Regions from separate parts of the Mus musculus genome. Here all the other regions are linked to region 4. The links are chromatin contacts, called in public Hi-C, promoter capture Hi-C and targeted proximity ligation maps. All regions are on one chromosome and are shown on one strand. The core of a region is the stretch at or near the end of the contact, and the rest is flanking DNA. Distances in the headings are between cores, read along the strand shown.

What was found. Promoter capture Hi-C pulls out the DNA fragments that hold promoters and counts their contacts. Hi-C and Micro-C count contacts between places; a contact is called where the count stands out from the background.
Region 1: a contact with region 4 is called in a promoter capture Hi-C map of pre-B cells, with 2.3 times the contacts expected there. A contact is called at or near these places in 8 of 39 promoter capture datasets (the 3T3-L1 cell line, the C10 cell line, hippocampal neurons and 4 more) and 3 of 130 datasets of targeted methods (large pre-B cells, memory CD8 T cells and pancreatic cancer cells).
Region 2: a promoter capture Hi-C map of embryonic stem cells shows a contact between it and region 4, with 3 times the contacts expected there. A contact is called at or near these places in 6 of 39 promoter capture datasets (embryonic stem cells, hippocampal neurons, liver and 2 more) and 1 of 130 datasets of targeted methods (memory CD8 T cells).
Region 3: a contact with region 4 is called in a promoter capture Hi-C map of neural stem cells. A contact is called at or near these places in 10 of 39 promoter capture datasets (the 3T3-L1 cell line, cranial neural crest, hippocampal neurons and 6 more), 3 of 484 Hi-C or Micro-C datasets (Sertoli cells, embryonic stem cells and muscle stem cells), 2 of 130 datasets of targeted methods (astrocytes and pancreatic cancer cells) and 1 of 9 other capture datasets (pancreatic islet).
Region 5: a contact with region 4 is called in a targeted proximity ligation map of memory CD8 T cells, with 34 read pairs. A contact is called at or near these places in 2 of 39 promoter capture datasets (hippocampal neurons and pre-B cells), 6 of 484 Hi-C or Micro-C datasets (B cells, CD4 T cells, Th1 cells and 3 more) and 5 of 130 datasets of targeted methods (DN3 thymocytes, effector CD8 T cells, large pre-B cells and 1 more).
Region 6: a contact with region 4 is called in a Hi-C map of B cells, with 5 read pairs. A contact is called at or near these places in 2 of 39 promoter capture datasets (hippocampal neurons and pre-B cells) and 1 of 484 Hi-C or Micro-C datasets (B cells).

Annotation. Positions count from the first base shown.
Region 1 is chr19:11,049,054-11,051,830 of GRCm38.p6, reverse strand. AW112010 (expressed sequence AW112010) reads left to right here and starts at 1,265. Exons shown (of 3, transcript NR_102366.1): 1 at 1,265-1,443.
Region 2 is chr19:10,973,450-10,976,162 of GRCm38.p6, reverse strand. It overlaps Ms4a10 (membrane-spanning 4-domains, subfamily A, member 10), which reads left to right and starts at 1,463. Exons shown (of 9, transcript NM_023529.3): 1 at 1,463-1,544.
Region 3 is chr19:12,500,648-12,503,369 of GRCm38.p6, reverse strand. It overlaps Dtx4 (deltex 4, E3 ubiquitin ligase), which reads left to right and starts at 1,374. Exons shown (of 9, transcript NM_172442.3): 1 at 1,374-2,363. The coding sequence starts at 2,153.
Region 4 is chr19:11,910,995-11,913,736 of GRCm38.p6, reverse strand. Patl1 (protein associated with topoisomerase II homolog 1 (yeast)) reads right to left here and starts at 1,338. Exons shown (of 19, transcript NM_172635.3): 1 at 1,160-1,338. The coding sequence starts at 1,174. Gm31092 (a long non-coding RNA gene) reads left to right here and starts at 1,330. Exons shown (of 2, transcript XR_386559.3): 1 at 1,330-1,641.
Region 5 is chr19:11,354,688-11,357,438 of GRCm38.p6, reverse strand. No RefSeq gene overlaps it. Among named protein-coding and RNA genes, the nearest start is that of Ms4a4a, 19 kb to the left of the region's middle.
Region 6 is chr19:11,264,495-11,267,561 of GRCm38.p6, reverse strand. Ms4a1 (membrane-spanning 4-domains, subfamily A, member 1) reads left to right here and starts at 1,413. Exons shown (of 7, transcript NM_007641.6): 1 at 1,413-1,514. The region is part of intron 1 of 4930526L06Rik (RIKEN cDNA 4930526L06 gene); the gene reads right to left.

The DNA.
Region 1 (2,777 bases), core at 16-2,515, 860 kb after region 4:
TTAGAATACACTCACCCTCTCAGAGCCCTAGGACACAGAGAATGGGTCTCCATTCTGGAGCCTCACAACCCAGTCTAAAAGCCCTTCACTCCTCCTCCTCAGAGGCAAGGGACCAAGATCAATGTTGAGTGACAGCTCTCTTGACCTGCCAGTCAACTTGATAACCTCCACCTATCTTCATTGTTGTGTTTTGTTTTGTTTTTTATTGCTCTGAAGAGACATATGACCAAGGCCACTGATTTTAATTAATTAACTTATTTATTAATTAATTAATTTGGAGGCCCACAGTTTCAGAGAGTTACAGTCTGCAATCATCATAATGGGAAGCAGGGCATCAAGCAGGCCGGCATGGCACTGGAGCGGTAGTTAAGAGTGTACTTCCTGCGGAGGAAGAAGAGAGGGGATCGGGGGAAGGGAGAGAGGGAATAAGAGAGAGAATGTGCACAGTGGGACACACCTCCTCCAGCAAAGCTACACCCCCTAATTCTTCCCAAACAGTTCCCAACCAGGAACCAAGCTTTTAATTTATGAGGTGGGGGGGTCTCACTCAAAGGACCACACCCTATGGAGAGCGGGGCCTTCTGTCTCTGCTGGGGATTGCCTCCTCTTCCTTATATTTCCATGTCACCTCTATTACTCCCAATCTGACCAGTCAGCTGGCTGTGCCAGCAGTGACTGCTTCCCTGTCACTACACAAGATCTTTCACAGACACTCTATGGGCTTTTTAGCAACGATAACAAGGTGGCACCAACAGGAGAGCTCATTAAACCTATTGTCCCTTGGTTCTGGAGGCAGGAAGTCTGAGTTCAGGGTGTCAGCAAGGCTCCATCCTTCAGGAGGACTGGGAGGAGAGTCTCCTCCAGGCTTCTCCTAGCCTCTGGCTTCTGGCAGTATAATAGTGAACTCTCCTTGTATTCACATCTGCTAATTCTTTAACCTACAACCCACGATGAAAATGCAAACACAGGAGATACACGCTTGAGTGTAATCCTGTGTCCTGCCTGAAACCACATCCTAGAGAGCCCTGAAGAATATCCACTGACCCATGTACTTGTGTTACTCTTACCAAAAAAAAAAAAAAAAAAAAATCAGCATTTGCTTTAAATCATTGAAATATCATATTATGTCTGCTTATTTCCATAGCCAAGGATGAAGCAGTTGTCTCAGGCAACACTGTACTGTGTTCCAAGCAAGGAATTTCCCAAGTGGGAAAAGGCTCTTGGGCTGTGTTTGCAGATCTTCCTGTTTGTTTGTGGGATAGGCCAACTAATTGTGTAAACTTCTCTCAGACTCGGGGTTTTTCAGTCCACTCCTGTTTAGCAAATAGTGCCCCAAAGCAATTCAAAGGGAAAGTGAAACTGACATTCTCAAACTTTATATAAAAAACCAAAGAGAAGATCAGCAGGAGTCTAGCAGACAACCTGAGCTGCAAGATGTCTCCCGTAAGTACCTCTTGATCTGTAAGGGGAAATCTATAGTGGGTAAGAAGGCCCATGGAAGGCCTCATCCCAGCTTACTGGAGAGAATGAGTGTCACCTTCTGTCTTTGAAAGCTTGCATTTAGTTTGTTATTATTTCTAAGTCTGTTTTTCCAGGAAGATATAGTTCTTGTGGGGTGGGTATCTCCTGTCTGACACCACAGAACTCAATTCTAAGCCTGGGATGTAGAGAGGAGACAGCACTAGGTAGGCATATGAAGGGCCAGCCAGGCGCTGCGGGAAATACACACACACACACACACACACACACACACACACACACACGCACACGGAAATATCTGGAAAGGACAAAGCAAAGGACTTAAGCGTAAGTTTCTCCTGGGTCCTCCTGTGTAAGTTCTTTCTGATTTTCTCCTCAGTTGTGGATCACTTCACTGACTTTTTCTCAACGTGCAGAGGCCTTAATTCCTTCCCCTTTTAAAATAGCTCTGTTCCAGCCCAGCAGACTTTTTAATGATCTAGCTTTCTCTAAAAGCTCAGAACAATGGCAGGAGTCTGTACCCTCTTCTGAAGATGAGGCACCCTGTATGTAGTTAGAATCTTCCTCTGCCCTAGAAAAAAACATTTGATACAGGCCCTGCTCTCTCCATGTTAGCTTTGCCTTCCCCCTCTAGCCTTTAACCATCTCACTTTTCTGACTGTTCTTGTCCATGACCTCACATCCTACTCTTACCCAGAGGAGCCTCTCTGTTTTGCTCCAGACTGCACCTAGAATTGTCAGGGTCAGAGTCCAGGCTCAAGCAATCCAGATTCATCTACCCAGTCCTTAATGGGCCAACTAAACAAATAAGAGTGGAAGGTAGAAAAAAATGAATTCATTGTGACTTCATTGAGAAGCAGAGCAAAGGGGTCCAGTGACTTGGCCCCACCTGGGCTTATCACTCAGTTTCTAACATGGAGTTTAAATAAAGAGCCAGAGGTATGCAAAGCGAAGAATTTCTTTTTTTTTTTTTTAATTTTTATTTTATTTTAATTAGGTATTTTCTTCATTTACACTTCCAATGCTATTCCAAAAGTCCCCCATACCCTCCCCCCCACACTCCCCTACCCACCCACTCCCTCTTCTTGGCCCTGGCGTTCCCCTGCACTGAGGCATATGAAGTTTGCAAGACCAATGGGCCTCTCTTTCTACTGATGGCCGACTAGGCCATCTTCTGATGCATATGCAGCTAGAGACATGAGCTCCGGGGGGGGGTACTGGTTAGTTCATATTGTTGTTCCACCTATAGGGTTGCAGACCTCTTTAGCTCCTTGGGTACTTTCTCTAGCTCCTCCATT
Region 2 (2,713 bases), core at 214-2,713, 940 kb after region 4:
TTGATGGATAACCAGGTTAATTCCATTTTGGAGCATCGTCAATAACACTAACTTTAGTGTGTGCACGTGCCTCTGTGTGTGTGCACGTGCCTCTGTGTGTGTACACGTGGTCTCACACACACACACACACACACACACACACACACACACACACACACAGTAAGAAGACTGGAGAGACAGCTCAGCAGTAGTTAAGCGTACTGGCTGCTCTTCCAGAGGACCAAGGTTTGATTCCTCCCGAGCACCCACTTGCCACATGGCAGTTACAATTGTCAGTAGCTCTAGCTCAAAGGGATCTGACACCCTCTTCTGGCCTCTGAGAGTGCCAGGCACGCATGTGGTGCACAGACATGCATACAAACAAAAACAATTATACATATTAAATAATAAAATCGTTTTTTAAAAAAGAAAGAAAAGTAAGATAGAGAATAATACACACAAATAAACCAACATACACATATATACATACAAATTTACCTAACTGCATATGCTGCATACACTTTAATATGTATATTAAATATTAACAATTAAATGTGTATTCTCCGTCTTTAAAAACCAGAGGAAAAAGATAGAAAAAGCACAGTAGTTATCTAGTTCTGCATGAGACAGACTGGACAGCTTGAAGTTACACATTCTCATCTCACCATGTCCATGGTCAAGATCCAAACATGCCTTAGATATAAGTTCTCTGTAAGTCACATGCGCTGCAAGCTTGGTGGTGGCTGGACTTCACTCTCAATCAGGGCTTCCTGTTACTTGTGGTCACGTGACCATACCTTTTAAGACAAACACTACCATGCTTACACAGATGACAATACATCTGTCTGGCTTACCACCAGAGACCAAAGTCAAGCAAGAACTTAGGATGACCATGGCTGGTTTGAGGAGGGACACAAGGCCCAGGGCAGGGTCATTGTAACCACTATTGTGGATACTTTAACTTTCAAAAAATTAAAAGATTCTTTGAGGGGCCAGAAAGGTGTCTCAGAAGCTAAAGTTACTGCACAACCTGACAATATCCGTTCAGACCTCAGCACTGTGGAAAGGTGGAAAGAAGGAATCAATTTCACAAAGTCCTCTGACCTACACACACTCACACAGACACACAGACAGACACACAGACACACATCAATCACACACTCATATCAGCCACCCACATCAACACACACACACACAAATAAAAATTTGAGAATTTTAATAATCAACTCATTCAAATGCTGCCTTCACCAACTTGACAATGAACTGCTCCATGAACTGAAATGTCATCACTGCAACATTAACTGTCTCAGCTGTTAAAGGGAGACATAAGGAAGGAGACTCAGATCTTCACCTGCCCAGGTTTGGAAGCAGATGGTTTTGAAGGATCTAGTCCAGACATGCATCTCTGATTAGCTGGGAGTGTGAGCAAGGGGTGGGTCCCAGAAAGAAAAGAATCCAAAGTCTAAAGCCATAAAGATGTTCTGATTTCCACCTCTGGCTCTGTGCTGAGGCAGCTCTGGATGGTCAGGCACAGCTGAAGCCTACAACAGAGTTCCCGGGGCCAGGTGAGTACCCCCTCTCCACAGCAGAAACAAACAAGGGAGGGTCATCAGGGCCTCAAGTGGGGTTCAGTCTTAACACAAGAGATCAGCCTCTTGTGCTCGTCAGTCAGTAGCTGCAAGCTGGTGGTGAGTGGCTGAAACTTGACCCCCCCAGAAGTGAACAGGAACTGTTTATCAAGCAATGTCCACAACAGCTGGAGAACAAATGTTCCATGCTATGAAGTCCTGGGAAGTGGGGTTACTACGGGCCTCTCTCCAGGAAGGAGTCTGCTACCAGGAGCCCAGCCCACTACCCAGGATCAGTTGGTGATTCTGAGAGCTAAGAGGAATGACACCCCGTCCCTTCTAACCCTGGAACCTTGAGCACACAGAGAGACAGATTTGAAAAAGCAAAGCAAGGAAGACACTTGGGAAATTCCACCCTCTTTTTCCCATATCTTCCCTTTACACCAAGTGCCCAGCCCTGAGACCTCGAGAAAGTTTACTTTGCAAATGCCAGGGCCCCTTCTGACCTAACATAACTGAAAACCCAATCTTCTAAGGGTGGCTGCCAGCAGCCACTCTGTCACACTGACTCCATACCTCTCGGTACCTGCCTTTCTCTGCCTAACATGCCCATACATACATCTACATATATGTACATATATGTGCACATATTATATACACATACACACGTATGTGTAAACACACACTACACTACCCTCTCTGCTCTCTTGACTTCTTCTGCACTGTCTGCTTAGGGTCACATTCCCATCAAGATTTTCTCAACCTTCTAACCCAGACCTCCCATGGACAGATCTTATCCATTCTAGACATTCCCTGGCAACCAGCTCATTGCTCTGCAGACAAAATCCTGAAGGGCAGTCCTGTGTGCTCCCAGATAACTGTCTCCACACACTCTCCTCGACACAACCTTCCCAGCTATCAGGATCCCATAGCTGATTTCCTCCTTGCTCTGAGCAGGAGTCAGATAGAAGCAATGAACTCCCCATCCTGGAGATTAGAATGGGACCTCTCTTAACAGAAAACCAGACAGAGGTCAGGTGAGATTCAGGCTGTAGGGCAGGTATCATTGGCTTTTATTACTAAATTCTAACCTCTGGCCCTGGCCCAATTAATCTTTGCAGCCCACCCTCAGGCAAGCACTAGTGTTCCTGTGTATCCATAGAAAC
Region 3 (2,722 bases), core at 125-2,624, 590 kb before region 4:
TCAGACACTGTGTTGCTTTGGCAGTTCCCAGGTGGTACAGACTCTCACCTAAGCAGACTAAATTCCTAAGTTCCTTGGAGTCCCAGGACCAAGATGGCGACCGCTGCTGCTGTGGCTTAGGCCGCCTCCCCTGCCGGGTGGGCACCTGTCCTCCGGTCCGGAAGGTGGCCAGCTGTCCCCGGCCCACACAGGGTGCTGCCTCAGCGCCTCTGTGCTTCTGCCTGTTCCAGAAGCTGTCAGGTTCTCTGGCGCACCCTCTCACCTGTTCAGACTCACAACTAATTACTATATATTCACTCTCTCTAACAAGTTACCCAGGCGCAAATGTTTTCCTGTGTTGTCATTCATTTCACTTCTACTATACTACCCTGCCGTGTTATCGTGGTAGACACAAGAAGACGGAGTGCAAAAGAGAATGGTCAGAAAGTAAACGTTAGTTCTTTCTACTTCCTGTTTGTCCTGCAAGCAGACAGTTAAATATTTCTTAATACCCACCCACACCTTTCCCCAGTTTAAGTTTCCTCTATCTGGAAATTTCTAGTTTATCTGCTTAGGAGCGGTTTTCTGTTTGTCTCCTCAAATATAAAAGGAGCACATGAAACTATGGAAAAGCCATTCCAAAAAAGATTAACAATCTCATTACCAATATAAGATTGCTCCAAATTCCAGCTTCACTTTGTCAGAACGGATTCATTGTGCAGTTCCACCCACGGAGAAACAAAGTGTGTGTTTTCTGACAAGGTTAATACATAATTCTCTTTAAAATGTCTAACTTAATTCGTTTGGAGACCTGGTCTGGATATGTGGCATGAAATTCTCCATCTTCTTGCTTCTCAAGTGTGGAAGTTGCCCGTGTGATGTACCATGCCAAGCAATAATGTGCAATACAGGCTTCAATCCCCTTAGTCAGAACCCACTTTATATTACTTTCCTCTTTAGCCATTGATGATCAAAATGAGCGAGTCTAGCTTGCGTTTGTTCTGCTGTCTCATGGTTTTATTTACATAGACACTGCAGGATGAATTAGTCTACCTTGTGTCTTCTAACAGAAAAATTGGACAGCAAGAACTTCTTTTCTCTCTATGTAAACGCAGGGAACCCTTGGCACTGGCTCTCGATGGTCACAAGTGTGTGGCCTTTGACCTGCACTTGAGGATTTGGACCAGCAGGGGGCATGGAAGCTCTAGATCGCTGGTGCTAGTGGCCATGGGGCGTGGCTTTTGCATCTTTGATGGACAGCTAGGGAACGGTGCAGACGAGGATGAGGTAATAACGGACAGAACAAGGAGAGCGTGGGGCAATTCCTGTGTGTGTGTGTGTGTGGGTGGGGGGTGTTGCGTGCGTGTGTGGGTGTGGATGTATGTGTGTGTGACAGAGAGAGAGAGAGAGAGAGAGAGAGAGAGAGAGAGAGAGAGAGAGAGAATGCGTATGCATGCACGAGCTGTAGGGAGATGCGAGCCTCTGAGCTCACGCCGCGGACACGGCCGGTGCTGAGCTGAAAACAGACAGACAGACAGTTCCATATTTGAACAGGCTGCAAAGTTGGGTCCTGGCAGTGGCAGCTGGGACCGGGATGGCGCGCGTGCTCTCGAGACTGGGGGACCAGGGAAGCCTCCGCGGGCGCGAGCTCGCCTTGGCGCTCTGCCCGGGAGGGGCGACTCCTCCTGGAGGCCACTGAGCCGAGCCGCAGGGAGGGGGAGCTGTGCCACCGCGGTCGGCTTACTCGAAGCGGAGAGAGGGCGGAGGGCGTGACCGTGCGGCGCGATCCACGCGGGCGCCCGCGGAGCCCGAGGCGCAACTGGTGCGAGGCGGGTGCAGCGTCGCGCTCGGGCCGCGCGCCCCCGGGTGGCTTTGCAAGGCGGGGCGGCGAGTGCGCAGGGCCGGGCCTTTGCATGAAGCCGCTGGACCCCTCGGAGCAGCGGCAGAGGCGGCGGAGCCCGGCGGAGCGCAGTCGGAGACGGGCAGCTCCGGGGTCCGTGTCCCAGTGCCTACGCGGCTGCGGACTCCCCCATGGGCCGCAGCTGAGGCTTCCCGCAGCGGTGGGGCGCAGACCGGGGGGCGCGGTTGAGACCCGGAGGCGGCGGCGCCGGAGGAAGCGCAGAAGGCCGGGCCCGGGAGGTGGGCAGCACCGCGCCGCAACCCCGGGCTCGCCATGCTCCTGGCCTCGGCAGTGGTGGTGTGGGAATGGCTGAACGAACACGGCCGCTGGCGTCCCTACAGCCCAGCCGTGAGTCACCACATCGAGGCGGTGGTGCGCGCTGGTCCCCGCGCCGGGGGCAGCGTGGTGTTGGGCCAGGTGGACAGCCGGCTCGCGCCCTACATCATCGACCTGCAGTCCATGAACCAGTTCCGCCAAGACACGGGTGAGCCATTCACATCTCTTGTCTGTCCCAGGAGCTCCCGCCTCGTGGGTCCGCTGTGATCCACCCAGTGGCCAGCTTTGCTCACTGGTATCAGCTATAGGTGTTGAGGGCAGGTGCTTCTCTTCCCTAGGTCCTCACAGGATTCCAAGACCACCTCCAAGTAAATGTCCTTGCAAGTAGTTTAAAGAGTCTTGATTATACAACCCAGCCTCAGCCTAGCTGCAGGAGAACCCCTTTATGCCCCCATCAGCCCCTAGTAGCCGTTTGTGCAAGAACTCTAGGGTTTTGCAAACCGCCTCCCACCCCCCAAGAAATGCTGACTCTTCAGCAAGACATTACTTGAACCTCTTGGCTCACAC
Region 4 (2,742 bases), core at 89-2,588:
ACATCTTGGGTATGCTCTAATTTATTTTGTTTTAGTTACTATTTCTCTAGGTACAGTCTGGCTTAGAACTCCTGATTCTCTTGCCGCAGTCTCCAGGGAGTAAAAATCACTAGACAAGCTTGGTATATCCTAATTTCAATCACTTATCCCAATACAGATTTATTCAGTTTACTAAGTTTTCTTTGCTTCTGGCAACTTCTATTCACAGTATCTCATCATCTCTCCTCATGTTTACAAAAAGTGAGTTGAGTCACAAGTGTAAGCTCAAGCTTTCTACTGTTTCCAATGTTTAAAGATTCCAAATTGGAATTCCACACTCTAGGGGAACAGCTTGTGATATAACTTACCTGGGAACTTTTAGGGGCCGTTTCTACCCAATCTTCCTCCCCCTAAAGAGCCAGCCCTGCAACTGCCTCCACACCAGAAGCAACTTCTAGCAACTCTCTATGAAATGGCAATCATCTACTGGACCAAATCAGGATGACTCGGTAAGGATTTCCCTAGCTCAGTCCTTAAACTACAAATCCGGAGTCTGTTTGGCCCCAAGAGTAGGAGTTGCTCAAGGTCACACAGCAGTAAGAGACGGTCAGCAAACAGCTCCGTTCTCCAAACAACGTCGCCAAACCCACACTTTTTCTCCCTTCTCCTAGAAGGAACTTCTGCGGGACACGCCCCCCTCCCCACTCCCAGCCTTCTTTCCAAGCCGACTGAAGTCTCAGCCCGAGGACCAGTCCCTGCCCCTCCACCTGACGGCAGCCCGCGTGCACAGGGCTGTGTGTAATCCGGGTGAAGGGGTTCCGGGGGCAGGGCGGGAAACGCTTCCGTGGGCATTCCCCGGGGATTCTGCCTCAGGAAAAACCACCGGGTAGGAGCCATGCAGGTCTCCAAGGCAGCTCCGCGAGCAGAGGCGCAAGCCAAGGGTCAGGTTACCGCACTTAACGGGCTCTCCCCGCCGCAAACCAGCGGCCGGCTCTCGCCAGTCCCGCCCCTCCGCGGTGCGCTGCGGGCCGCACCCGAGCCTCGCGGCCGAAGCGGGGTTCCCAGCCGCCCGCGCCCTGCCCCCTCCTCAGCCGCACAAGACCCGCGCGACGGGCGAGCAGAGGAAAAAAAAAGGGGCGCGCGGGCGAGGGAGGGGTCACTTCCGGTCGCAGCCACTCACCTCGTAGCGGAACATTCTTGGGGAGGGGGGAAGGGAGCGGGGAGGGGAGTGGGGGGAGGGAGGGAAAAGAAGCGCCGACTCCCCGGGCTGCTCCGCGCGCGCGGGTCTCCCACCGGCTCGCGACCCCTGGCCGCCGCCGTACGCCGGAGCGTGCGTGGGGACGTGCGCAGGCGCGCCTCGGGCTGGGCGGGCGCCCCGGCGGCGGCAGCTGCGCGGGGACAGATTTGGCGTTTGGCTTCCTAGTGTGAGCGGCGGGAAAGAGATCCCTAGGCGAGACACTGCGCACGCGCGGGCCGTCGGAGAGGGATGACCCAGAGAGCCCCGGCTTGCGGCTCCTCCTCCGTTTTCCTAACTGCACAGTTGCGCAGTGCTTTTGAGTCACGAGGTTCCCGTCACTGATTGGGCGGAGAAAAGCCTTGTGAATGTCACAGGATGCGACCCCCGAAGCGTCTCAGCAGAGAACATCGGGGATTTATTCTTGGGTGATTTCATTTAACGTCCAGTGTCCTCCTCGGGGTGCCTTGACTTGGTCTGTGAGGGGGGACTAGTATGGCAAGTCAGTATTCTTGGAAAGGGACAGGTCGCTGGCTGAATCAGTCGGGAGGCCAAGGCTGTGATTGATAGAGGCCAAAGTGTTGACAGCGTTTGGTTTTAGGAAAAAGACGAAGGCACATTTAACAAGGATTATCTAAGGTGATATTTTTAGATGCCAGGCCCTTCACCCCGTTGGAAAGCGGGAGAGCCCTAACGGGCCGCGCAGCCTTGGGGCTGGGGTCACCGCAGCAAGGTCGGTGAGCTTGGGCGCTGTGGACAGCCATTTCCGCTGAGGATGAAGCCCAGCGGAGTTTGTTCAGCTTCCGCCTCAGCACCCTGGTTCTAGAAGTCTGCTGCTTTGGTGCTTTATTGCCTGTAGCGAGACCGTTTGAGAGGGTGTCTTATTTTTTATTTTATTTTTGAGCCAGGGTTTCTCTGTGTAGCCTTGGCTGTCTTGTTATTCACTCTGTAGACTAGGCTGTCCTCGCAGAGATCCGCCTGCCTCTGCCTCACGAGTGTCACTCAGGCGGTTGTCTCACCTGGGAATGAATGGTGAACTTTAATTCCTTAACACGTTACTGTTAGCGTGACTGGATTAATCAACTAGTTTACTATAAGCATTGGATTTGAAAATAGAAGTTCTGGATTGGGAAACGTGTTTTTTCACTGCTGCGTGAAACTGGGCATGTCTTTCTAAACATCTGACCCTTCAGGTTTTCTTTCGTAAAATGGGTAAAATTATATCTACCTCACTAAGTAGTAATCGAATAGTTACATTCTCTGCTCTCTAGATAAGGAACCTGGAGGTTAGAGAGAAGTAGATAGCCTTAAGCTGCCCACCGGAAACTGTTGCAAAGTTGGCAGCTAAGATATCTGAATCCCCAAATCTGATCACTTAAGAGCAAATAGAATTGACTCTTGAAGAGAAGGCAAGGTAAGCTAATAAGTAATTTTCAAGAGTTATGAAACAAACTTTCATTTGTGAGGTAACAGGTTTTCACAATTACCCAAGTACTGAGAGGCTATGTAGACCAAGAGCTAGCAAACTC
Region 5 (2,751 bases), core at 134-2,633, 560 kb after region 4:
TACTCTCACTTCTCCCAGACCCACTCCCTCTTTACCCACCCACCTTTGTGTTCTCATTCTCCTTATATCTATAGTTTAACACACCAATGAGAGTAAAGTTCATCTCTCAACCCTTATTAGAGAAGCTTCCTTTTGCCCTAAATAGAGGTTAACACAGAGACCAAGAGCTGATCAGAATGCAAATGATAAGGAACTGAAGGCTTCCAAGCTCTAAATGGGACATCTGTCATACCCCCTTCTTCCAAGATTCAGGGGTCACTGTAAAACAGGGAGCAGAAAAACTGAAAAAGAATAAGAGAAGAGGATGACTGCAAAATCTTTATACGTTAATTGTCACGACTATTTGCCATAGTGATGGAAAGTGGGCAACTGTAAATGGATAAATGCTTTTAACGGAAAATATGACAGGAATTTATAAAATGAAGGCTGGGACTTGAAAGGTTGGCTCAGTGGTTATGAGGGTTGGCTGCTCAGTGTGAGAAGATGTGCTTAACCCTGAGAGGCGCCAGGGAGGGGAGAGGTCTGGTGAGATGTAGGGGAACATCCTCTTGGAGATGGTGGGAGGAGGAATGGGATGAGGAACAGTCAGAGGGTGGACTAGGAGAGGAATAAAGACTGGCCTGTAAAAAAGATTAAATAATAATAATCTCTCACTGTTATTCTAAATTACTCTTCATATAAACAACGATGGAGAATAACATTAGTCATGCTGTGTTGGCATATGTCTTGATCTGAAAACCTGTATCATAATTAAATAATTAATGATAAATGGTAGATGTGCTTTATTAAAATTAAAATCAGTGTATAAATGGAGATATCCCATGGTACTATTCTGCAAACATTAAAGAAAAGGTTTGAACTAACTTCTTTAAATTACTATTATTTAAACATGAATAAATATACATGGCAAACTGCTAAAAATTAGTAAATGAAAACTAATTAAAGCTATTAGAAATTCAGCAAGATAGCTAGTAAAACATTTTATAAACAAAGTGTGTGTGTATTTAAGTTAAAATGTTCATTTGATTGTTTAAGAATTGAATAGAGACTTTTGTTTAAATACCAAAATATTTATAAAGCATCTCAGAGGAATACCATTAGGAAAGGATGTGAAATATACATAATAAACGTGCCTGAAGTAACCATGGTGAAACCAGAAAAACAAAAACATAAACAAACAAACAACAACAAAAAAAAACCTCTTGTGGAGATCTTTTTCCAGGTTTCTGATAAGGCAGAGAAACTACATAAATAAAGCTAAGAGGATCAAGCAATTGGTGTAGCTGTGCCAGATCAAAAGGAAAGAGTGCCATTTCACAGATGACACTTGAAAACCAAGTATGAAGATGATTACAGAAAGTGAGCAAATATTTCAAAGCATTGAACAAAGGCTTCCTGGGTGGTACCCACCTGTCAGAACCTGAGTAGCACGGCGGGTGACCCTCACAGCCCTCCCAGTTCCTAGGAAAGAATTCAATATGAAGTCACAGATTCAAAACACCCAATTTTGTGGTCAGGTAAAGGAAGTTAAAATGAGATCAGAAAAGCAAAGTGGTTTGGCTCCCGCCTATGCTCTTCCGGAGAAGATTATTTCTCAACGCTGGCTTTGATATCTGACACATTGAAGGCATAAGAGTCTTCACTACACGGTGATGGTAGCTTGTCCTACTTGTTTGGCATGAAATTGTACAATAACGCATTCAGTAGAGTGTCCAGAGCAGAACATACAATAAAAGCTATTATTTGTGTTGATACTGATAGATACATATTTGTACACCCTGTCCCAAAGTGGGTCCCCATCTGTAGTCTTCAAACGTAAGCTCTTGTTACAAATGTGAGGCAAATCAAGCTAAAACTCTAAACATCCTTCTCCTTATCTGTCTACAGATGAATGGAACCTGCCACCCTTGAGTGACTTCTCTGATTCTTACCTAATCATTAGAAATCTGTGTTCTAATGAGTAATCGACAATTAATTGTTGGTCAAGCCTAATATTTTAAACTCAAGTTATATCCTGAATTTGTGGGAAAGTTCAAATATGATTCTCTTATTCATGTAAATATTTTAGCCATTTTAAAAATCAACTCATAATGTTTAATTTACTTCTAGAAGGCTTTTTAAAATTAAACTTATATAATGAATTTAACTACTAGAAATTTCTTTTTCTTTTTATCTTTGCAAATGTATGTGTGGTACATGTCTGCGTTTGTGTTCATGTTAATACATTTGTACATGCACATGCCACAATATGTGTGAAGGTCAAAGGACAACCTCAGACATTGGTCCTCACTTTCTACTTTTCTTGAGACAGGATTTTTGGTTTCCTGCTATATAGATTTCAGGTTAGCTGACCCAAGTCTCCATGTCTTCTGCCTCCTTCCTATCTCTCTTCTATCTCTCTTCCTATTTCACAGCAGGAAGGACTGAGATTACAGATGGGTCACCTCCATTTTTGCACAGGTTCTGGGGATCCAAATTCAGATGCTCATACTTTCCCAGCATGTGCTTAGCACACAGATTTGATAGCCTGGATGAAATATCTTAAACCTCAGGATAAGAAATGGCCCGGAAGTGCTGTGGAATGCAGTGCTCTAGACAGCATATAGCTGTTATACACATTAAATCACAGAATCTGTAGTTATGTCTTTAGGACTTGCAGGAGTTCAAGCAGGTTAAAATTTCTAGCATACAGTAGAGAGCCCTGCTGAGCCCCATCCCTAGCTGAGGAACTAGTGGCAATTCATAGCTCCT
Region 6 (3,067 bases), core at 164-2,663, 650 kb after region 4:
TGAGATTGCCATCCCACAGTCAAACCTCTGTCCCAGAATTGTTCCTGTCTAAAACAACCACAGGGATAAAAATGGAGAAGAGACTGAGGGAAAGGAGATTCAGTGACAGCTCAACTTAGGATCCATCTCAAGGGGAGGCTCCAAGGCTTGACACTATTATTGATGCTATGATGTGCTTACAGATAGGAGCCTAGCTTGCTTGCCCTCTGAGAGTCCCAACAAGCAGCTGACTGAGACAGAAGCAGATACTTATACCCAACCAATGGACTGAAGTCGGGGGTCCCTGTGGTTGAATTAGGGAAAGGCTGGAAGAAGTTAAAGAGGGTGACCTCATAGAAAGACCAGCAGTCTCTGAGGTCACTCAAACACTGAGTCACCAACCAGGCCGCATACACTAGCTAATCTAAGGCCCCTGACACATATACAGCAGAGAACTGCCTGGTCTGGCCTCAGTGAGAGAAGACTCGTCTAACCCTCAAGAGACTTGAGGCCCCAGGGAGTGGGGAGGCCTGGTGGGGGTTGGAGGGAACATACTCTTGAAGACAAGCGGGAGGAATGGGATGTTGAACTGTGGGAGTGTGGACAGGGAGGGAGTAATGACTGGACTATAAAAATAATAATAATAAAACAAAACAAAAACAGCTTTAAACAAAAAAATTAATAAAAAGTCTAACATGCATGAGGTTGTATATGGAAAAGAGGATATGTCTTGAGAAAATCTAATATTTGCCTCTTAAATGTTTATAGACTTTCCCCCACATCACCAACTTCTTCCACTTTGCTGCTTGCTCTAACACTAAAGTCAGCCACTACAGCTCTAAGCAATACTGCAAAGAAAGGGAAGCAGGAAGGAGAAGGGTGGGCTCATATGTAAAAGTGCTGTCTCGGTTCACAGCACCCGAAATGGGAGCTGAGTCTTGCCTAACACTTCTGGGTGCATTGTTCTATGGAGACAAATTAGATTTCAGGCCATTTCTGCTAAATTTGACGTGAGATTTACATGGCCCTCTAGAGCTTTGAGTATGAGCAGATGACGGGACTGTTTAAAAACCAACAGATACAGTGCTCCCAAGTGTACCTTCTCAGGGATTCCGACTTTTTGCATGGGTGCCCCACCACCACCTACTCAGCCCCAAAAGTGAAGCTCTAACAGCCCATCTCTGGAGAATTTCTAGCCCTTTTCCAGCCCTTAGGGACCCACCATCCACACCTGCTTACAGGGTGGGGGCTGCAGAAGTTCTTCTAATTAAGGTAGCATGAAGCATACCAGGCAGTCCCCAGGGTAATTTTTAAGAAGTGAAACCTGGTAAGGCAAAGCAAGGTGATTGGAGCGATTCTCAAGGTAGCAGAAGCTGCTAATTTCCTGTCACGTGGTGTCAATCAGAGGTACCACTCCAGGTCTGGTCTATCGCACTCATCTTCAAGTACTTGAGATAGAAGAGGCCAACTGATCTCAGCTGTGAGTGGCTAATTTGGCCCTTAAGCCTTGGAGCCTTGGAGCCTTGGAGACCCAGGTAAGGGTTAGGTCTGCTCTGTTTTAGTGACTCTAATAAAAGGAAAGGCCAGATGAAAAGGAGTGGTTTTAGGGACTAGAGAGTCAGCTCTCAGTCTGGGGTGTCCCTGGCAAGTGGCAGCATGATCTGAAGTGTGGTGATTTCAAGGCTGGATGGGCTACCCCTAACCTAACTGCTCCCCCTCTCAAAAATGACTCTGGGCAATGGGTGGTGAGTGGATTCTAACAAGGAGAAAAGGTCTCTAGAATGTTGTCTTCAACCTGGGGCACTACCACAGAGAAGCTGCATAACCTTGGGTGAGTTACTAAACTTCTCCATGCCTCAATTTCCTCACCCATAAAATGGGAGCAATATTGAGGTCCTCTGCACCATGAAGATTAAACCTAGAACACAGAATCTTTTTAGGACTGCCTAAAACCAAATTAGAAAATAATCCTGGCCACAAGAATCTAGCCCCATTCCTCTTCCTCCCGATGAGTTTTGTCTCCAAAGATAAAACTTCAATGTAAGCACCATCATAGATGGTTTTAATCTTACTATCTAGCATTTTCGGTGTGGCATTGGAATACTGAGCACAAATCCTGTTTTCTGTCTATGATCGAAGAAGCCAAGGGTGAGAGTGGGTGCTAGAGACAGGATAGAGGGATTGACTTTAACCAGGTGCTAATGTGCTCCTAAAACTAAACAGTAAAATAAGTATGCATGTATGTATGTATGTAGAGGTGAGGTGGAGAGAGAGGGAGAGAGAGAGAGAGAGACAGCAGAGAGACAGACACAGAGACAGAGAGACTTTCCCTGTTTTCCTTATAATGGTTTTGTCTCACTGATGGTCAGATGAAGTGGAGGTTATCATTTTGTGAATAGAAAGCATCCTGAGCATTTACCTGCCAAAGGAGGAAGCTGAGCTTAACGGTCTGTGTAAGACAGAGCTCACAGCATCAGCATCACAAGAGGCAGGTTTACCAGATAACCCCTGCACAGTTCCCTTACTGGATTGGCACTGGGTTTCAGGAGTTACATGGCACACTACAATAAAAGTAGTTGTAGAAAAGTGATAAACATGAACGGCTATTGACTTTGAAGAAATCCTTACCATCAGCCAAGGAACAGCCTGAGGTAACATGATGGTCCTTTTGTGGAGGTTGACAGAACGTGGAGAGAAACGGGAAGGACTAGCTCAAAGGTTTTGCAGATTCAGCAAAGCAGACAGGAGACGTGTCCAAGCATGACTGCTGAGAACACGGGCTCTGAAAGTCATCCAGAGCTGGACTGCAATGAAGAGCCAGAAGGGTGTCTCAAGAAAGCAAAGGAGAGTTGGAGACAGTGGGGCGGGTTGGTGAGAGGGGAGCCCAGGTAGAGCACGACTTAGAGATTTAAGGTGATGTGTCATGGTTGCTTTGTGGGGCAAATATTAGAAAACGTATTGAAGCAAAACAATAGCCACAGCATTTCTAACAGTTCTTACAGTTATTTGCTTATTATTTAGTATGTATGCACACATGTGCACATATGTGGAAGTCTGAGGACAATCTGCAGGAATCAGTTCTCTCCTC